Linked DNA regions of Mus musculus: region 2 is linked to region 1. A link is a contact called in public HiChIP or PLAC-seq data. All regions are on one chromosome and are shown on one strand. The core of a region is the stretch at or near the end of the contact, and the rest is flanking DNA. Distances in the headings are between cores, read along the strand shown. Region 1 holds the start of Lhfpl3 (lipoma HMGIC fusion partner-like 3). Region 2 overlaps Lhfpl3 (lipoma HMGIC fusion partner-like 3).

Region 1 (3,107 bases), core at 215-2,714:
TAGTTGCAGCAGAAGGTCCTTCATTGCCTCTGTGTCCCTAATCCTAAACCCCCTCTCTTTACTCCCCCACCCCCATAATTGCAAATCCTCAGGGTATCAGATCAAGAGCATAATTAATCTCCATCATTTACACGTTGGGCCCAATTTTACTGAAGGGTAATTTACATAGTACAGACTTCTGGATGAGTCTATGGGCGCATTCTTTCATCTGCTCAAAGAATGCAGCATTACATTGTGGAGTTTAAGATTATTTGTACCAAAATCTATTCCTGCAATTGAGCATTGTCGGTTTGCTATACGGTTCAGAAGGAACCAGATAGTAACCGACCACAGGAAAAAAAAAATAGAGATAGCAATGAGCAACTCATTTTGAAAGGGCTGTAAAAAAGGGCAGTATCAAGAATGGAGAAAGTAAATGAGAGAAGGGGACAGTGTAAAGTACACATTAATTGTGCAAGAGATTGTTTGCAGACGATCCGGGGAAATTACACTAAAACCAATTCTCGGGTTAACTGGAGCTTTTGGTTGTGGGAGAGGTGGAAATACTTCCACTGTTAAGGCACTCATCCCATTTATCTTTATCCCTCTTTATCTTTAGCACATGCTAGCTGCCAATGAGTATTTGTGCAATAAATGAAACACCTGCCAAATTATCCGATGTTTTCAAACAAACTCTAAAATTCTGTGATAACTACTTCTGTGCATGCAGGCCCCATCTATTGCAAGCCGCGTGGGAGAGAAAAGGTTTGACTTCAAGCGAAGCTTGGGGTTTCCATTTGCCATAGTTCATTTGGTTGCATAGTGGAAAAGTGGGACGAGAAACAATAGAGGATCACCCTCCAGGCGTGACTTCTACATTATTGTGTGACAGACTTCTGCCCAACTTCTCCTGTCTCCATCTGCCAACCTGAGGTCACCTAAGAGTTAGCTTGGGGCAATTCTGTGGTTTTAACAGGGATACCTCCCCGGGAACCACATCTCTCTTCCTTTCTCACCTACACCTGCCATAAGGCTGCCTCTTTTTTTCCCTGCAGAGATGCAGAGGTCAAAGCACGTTCCTGTGCGGTGATGAAAAGCTCAGGATCAGCCTCTTGGCCAGCAGCACATCCTCCAGGATCCAGGGAGTGCCTCTAGGATTCCTCTGGGCGCGCTCTTATAACTCCACGTCTGCTTCTCTTGCTCCTGGCACTTAAGAAGCATCTCCTGGTAGCCGCGATCCTCTGTGACCTGGGGCACCAGCAGAGCCTACAGGAAAGAGGGTCAAAGGCGAGATGAAGAGTAAGGGGGCGTGAGGGCTCGCAGGCTTCAGCTGCAGCAGCTGCAGCAACGAGCAGAGGAGTGGAGGGTGCAAAGCAGGGCTGGAGCCGGGTCCAGGAGGGAGGGAAGAGGGGGGCGGGAGGCTGTGCCTGGCGAGCCGGAGGGGTGCTCCACGCTCCCCCTCCCTCCTTCCGGGAGCGAGGGTGCAGACTCTAGAACTGGTGCTGCTGGGCTGAGGCGGAGGCAGGGGAATTGCAACGCACGCCGCTCGCTCGGCGAGTGTGTCTCCTGCGCGCCGAGAGGCGGGGGGAGGCGGAGGACCGGGAGGAGGAGGAGGAGGGGGAGAATGCCCGGAGCCGCCGCCGCCGCCGCCGCGATGCTCCCGGCTCAGGAGGCTGCCAAGCTGTACCACACCAACTATGTGCGGAACTCGCGGGCCATCGGCGTGCTGTGGGCCATCTTCACCATCTGCTTTGCCATCGTCAATGTGGTGTGCTTCATCCAGCCCTACTGGATCGGCGACGGCGTGGACACCCCGCAAGCCGGCTATTTCGGGCTCTTCCACTACTGCATCGGCAACGGCTTCTCCCGGGAGCTGACCTGCAGGGGTAGCTTCACGGACTTCTCCACGCTGCCCTCGGGCGCCTTCAAAGCCGCCTCCTTCTTCATCGGCCTCTCCATGATGCTCATCATCGCCTGCATCGTTTGCTTTACCCTCTTCTTCTTCTGCAACACAGCCACCGTGTACAAGATCTGTGCTTGGATGCAGCTCACCTCCGGTGAGTGCGCGCTCACCTCCACGGAGGCAGGGGACCCCTGGGTGTCCGAGCTCCAGAGAGGCTGGAGTGGGAGGGACCGCTTCCTGAGCTCTGCCAGTCCGGGACAACTTAATCCTCTCTCAGGTTGAAGGCGTGGAAGGAGGAACCCCCAGGTTCCTCAACCTTGGCACTGGCGCCAGGTCCCCAGGCGTTTCCGAACCTCTTGGATGCTAGGGACGCCACCCATAGGGACGCCTTGGAGGCTGAGCAGTTGTTGGGCAGAGTCCGCTCAGAACTAATGATGGGGTAGTGGGGCGGAGAAGTGGCCACTTAGAGGCTGGGCTCCGTGTGTGTGTGTGTGTGTGTGTGTGTGTGTGTGTGTGTGTGTGTGTTTATGTGCGTGAGCTGGGGACTAGGGGAGTCTGGTACAAGCGGGTGAAAAGAGGATTTAGAGCAAGCCAACCTGTTCTGCCCTTCCCTGGATTATTTCCGCCTTTGCTTCAGGGTGTGTGAGTGTTGGGAGGAAGGGGGGGGGGCGTGTAAATTTGTCTTTGGCAACCATAAATATTTTATCATCCATCTGGTGATGAGTAAATCCTAATTTTGTTTAGGCACCCCTCCCTCCCCCGGTTTTCTTAAAAAGAAAAAAAAAAATGTAGCGTAGAGTGTTCCTTAGCAGTTCCTCGATGCCACACCTCCAGCGTCTCCTTGTCAGCCAAGGTCCTTCCATTTCATCTCTAAACAGGCAGAGACGTCTTGGGAGAATGGGGATTTCTCAAGACCTCATTTTGGGGAAGGGGTGTTAGGAAAGCAGGCGAGGAGAAAACTGGCTTCACTAGCACCAGTGATCTTCCCTCTGTTCAGTGTACTGTTGCCAGCTGAGGCTATGATAGGACTCCCTTCCCCACATCCGCCAGCATCAAAGTTACTTTCAATTAAGAAAGAATGTGGAGTGCCTTCTCTGGTGGCTTTGAAGAGTCCGGAAACAACACCCGTGCTTACTGCACTTCTGTTCTGTCTCCTCTCCTGCCTTCCAGTCTAAAGTCAAGGGTCCTTGTTTTTCGACACATTGATGAAGCCCTTTGGAATGGA
Region 2 (3,107 bases), core at 284-2,783, 260 kb after region 1:
ATGCTCATGTGGAAGAGTGTAGAAAACAGGGAGAGGGAAAGACAAGTCTGAGGTGTATGGCAATGACAACCGTTCTCACACTCAGTGGAAATCAGTGGCCCATTTCTACTTTACATCAGTGCTGGTGGTCGTGTGTGTGTGTGTGTGTGTGTGTGTGTGTGTGTGTGTGTGTGTGTGTGTGTGTGTGTGTGAAAGAGAGAGAGAGAGAGAGAGAGAGAGAGAGAGAGAGAGAGAGAGAGAAGAGTAATAATAATGGTGTGTATAAGGTATATTGCCAATCAGGTCTTAATACTACACTAGGCAAAGCTTTTTCTAAATCACTGTCATGCTTAGCTAAGATAAAGCACCAAGAATCAAAAAAAATCACAGCTCTAGCATACATAATCCTCAGATGCTGGGAAATCAAGTTGTACAATTGGACAAGTGAAAGAAAATCAAATGTTCAATGATTTTGTATCTGATGATGTAATGAGGGTATTTATCAAGTGTGTCTTGGGGACTTGCCAGTGATGACATAAATAGCATTTGCTTGGAGACTCTGTCATTGGAATGCTAAATGTGGTTAATACATCTCCTCTTCAGTCTCAGGTGCAATTGTCAAGGAACTCATTGTATGTGCAGAATTGTTAGATTATTTGCAAGAAGTGGCATTGTGTGCTCAGCATTGTGAGTAAGTAGCAGTATTATGTGAGAGAAATAAAGCTATAGTCCTATTACTGAGATTTGCTCTGACATAAATGTGGGCTTTCTCAGGTTTTTACAAGATTTTCCAGTGTGAATATAACTAAAGATTTGTTTTGTTTTGTTTTTAAAGATATTAAATGTGGACTACAATTCTATTTTCATTGATGAATGATGTCATCTCTGGCCACTTAGGTCACACTTTTTAGAAGCTATTCCTTACGTGGTAGATTTCTGATCTTGAATGTAAAGCAGGCTTCTCAAATCTAAGGGATTTATGGCTGTCTCCAGCAGTACTTATAGCAAACATTAACTTAAGATATTCCAAAACTATCATTTAACCAAATGTCTGAAGTGTTGCTTTAAAATACTACCTTGCTTTTTGTCAAATCATCTTATTTGGGGGTTATTCCTTTTATTTCTTTTGTGTAAATGTAACACAGCTATTTATTTAGCCAAAAATAGCTTATTCATGTCACCAGCCGATAATTGGCAAAGCTGTCTTTTATAGGGTGTAGGTGTTCCTTATTCCCTGTCAGAGTGGCCCCTTTCACTCTGTCCTTTGTATTCAAAGGTCATTGCTTATGTCACTGAGATCAGTGTGGTGAATGCAGATCAGAAGCAATCTGTTCCTTGCATTGCTTTCTATAATTGGAAATCAAAATCATTTAATTTGCTCCTGATGGCAACAAGCTAGTATTGTTCACCTTGCAGTACTTACTGGGCTGTTAGCAACTCATCTTCTTCAAGAGACCCTCATCACATCTGTTCTGCCTGCCCTGCCCAGATCTACTGGGAAGCTCTTTGCAAGCCTTCTGTTATTTGTCATTGTATATGTCCAACCCTGCAGAGACAGTGTAACACCAGGGCTGGCTTCAGTGCTGATGGAATGGCTGTATTCCAGCTCATTACTCATAACTCAGACCTGATGCATAAAAAGTGGCCCATTTCTGTTTGGAAAGTCTTTAAAATTCTATTTATGGTAATTTACATGGCCAGTGTATCTCAGCGACACTGGCCTTTTAAGATGGTGTCTATGCTCCCGTGCCTAGCTGAGTCTTCTGTTGACTGTAATGTTGATTCTCCACTGGACCAAGTAGAAAACTTTCCAAGTGAACTGTGTATATTTTTAATTTTGCATATGCTTCAAGAATATGATGCTTCCTTTTGTATTATACTTCTCCTGCAGCAGTCAGCTCCAATTCAACAATGAGCCTCCAGTGAGCAAAGAACCAGGTCCCTCAAGGAAGAAATTCAGGAGAAATAAAAGACAAAGCACCTGCTTTGGTGGCATTGATTACTTCCTGGCAGGGTCTCAGCAGTTGTATAAAGGAGATTACAAACATTTAAATTCATAAGTTATACTGCATATCACATTGGAGCTCCCACACACATATATGAGGAGGTTAGTAGACTGATTCATGTGACCACAGAGGCTGCAAAGTTACATAATGGCCATAGGCAAACTTAGACAGTCAGGGAAACTGGCAGCTGCTTAGTCTGAGAAGCTGGAAGCACCAGAAGAGGAAAAGGATGAGTGTCAAACCTCATTATGAGACTAAGTATACAATAGATACTCAGAAGCATAGCTAGAGCAGGCAACTTACAAAGTCTGCCAACAATAAAATAAATTGTACAGTTTGAGGAGAGAGAGCATGGGGAAGGAAGGGCTGCTTCTGTCCTCTGCCTTCGAATCCCCTTTGTAACTTAAAGGTAACTTAAAGAGACGTTTCGGTTGCAGAGCAATGAACCAGAATGCAAAGGGCCTTAAACTCACTCTGCAGCACTGAGAAGAGGAGAAGGGAGGAAAGAGAGGAAGCAGAGGGAAGATGAAAGATTGGCTGAATAGTAACGAGCTCAATGTGTCCATCCTGTCCAAAGATACTTTCCAAACTTCTCCTGAAGCCATCCATGACTTCTTGGATGATGTGAATACTCAGGGAAAAGTTCCTTCTTCGTCTTCCAGGACGATGACCCAGGTCCTCCTGTTGGAGAGGAAAAAGCTTTGACTTGTTGAATTGCACGTGGTTCTGTGCCATGCTGGTGGATTTTCTGGAAATATGTCCTTGGCTGCCTGGAAAAGTTACTAACAAGGGAATGCCTCCTCTCTTGCAATGCCTCTGTAATATAAAATAGGTAAGTATTATATACATACATACATACATACATACATACATACATACATACATACATACATGAGTTTACCATCATACTAGTTGTCAAAGGAAAAGCACTTAAAAAGAGCAAGGTAAAATTTTTCTGAGCAAGCAAAGATGTATGAATGTATAGTTAATAAGTGAGACAACGTGCTTGTCGTTTCCCAAGCTTATCAATATCCTCTCTCAATATCACACCGAATGTGCTTCTAAACTACTCAGTGATGTCTTATTAACCCAACCATGTCTCTTCCAGAAATCCTAATTAGT

What was found. HiChIP or PLAC-seq counts read pairs in DNA pulled down with a chosen protein or histone mark.
Region 2: a contact with region 1 is called in an H3K27ac HiChIP or PLAC-seq map of neural progenitor cells, with 8 times the contacts expected there. The contact joins the enhancer-like site here to the promoter of Lhfpl3 in region 1. A contact is called at or near these places in 4 of 39 promoter capture datasets (epiblast stem cells, frontonasal cranial neural crest, maxillary cranial neural crest and 1 more), 3 of 115 datasets of contacts at active chromatin or transcription factors (embryonic forebrain, forebrain and neural progenitor cells) and 1 of 9 other capture datasets (adipose tissue).

The regions. Positions count from the first base shown.
Region 1 is chr5:22,744,590-22,747,696 of GRCm38.p6, forward strand. It overlaps Lhfpl3 (lipoma HMGIC fusion partner-like 3), which reads left to right and starts at 1,465. Exons shown (of 3, transcript NM_029990.2): 1 at 1,465-2,036. The coding sequence starts at 1,604. It overlaps A930003O13Rik (RIKEN cDNA A930003O13 gene), which reads right to left and starts at 2,295. Exons shown (of 3, transcript NR_027362.1): 1 at 996-2,295.
Region 2 is chr5:23,002,073-23,005,179 of GRCm38.p6, forward strand. The region is part of intron 1 of Lhfpl3 (lipoma HMGIC fusion partner-like 3); the gene reads left to right. Among named protein-coding and RNA genes, the nearest start is that of A930003O13Rik, 260 kb to the left of the region's middle. Within about 2 kb of position 1,534, at least 8 of the 459 cell types and tissues checked have an H3K27ac peak or open chromatin away from gene starts, as enhancers often do. A contact at or near this core is called in neural progenitor cells, where this site is marked.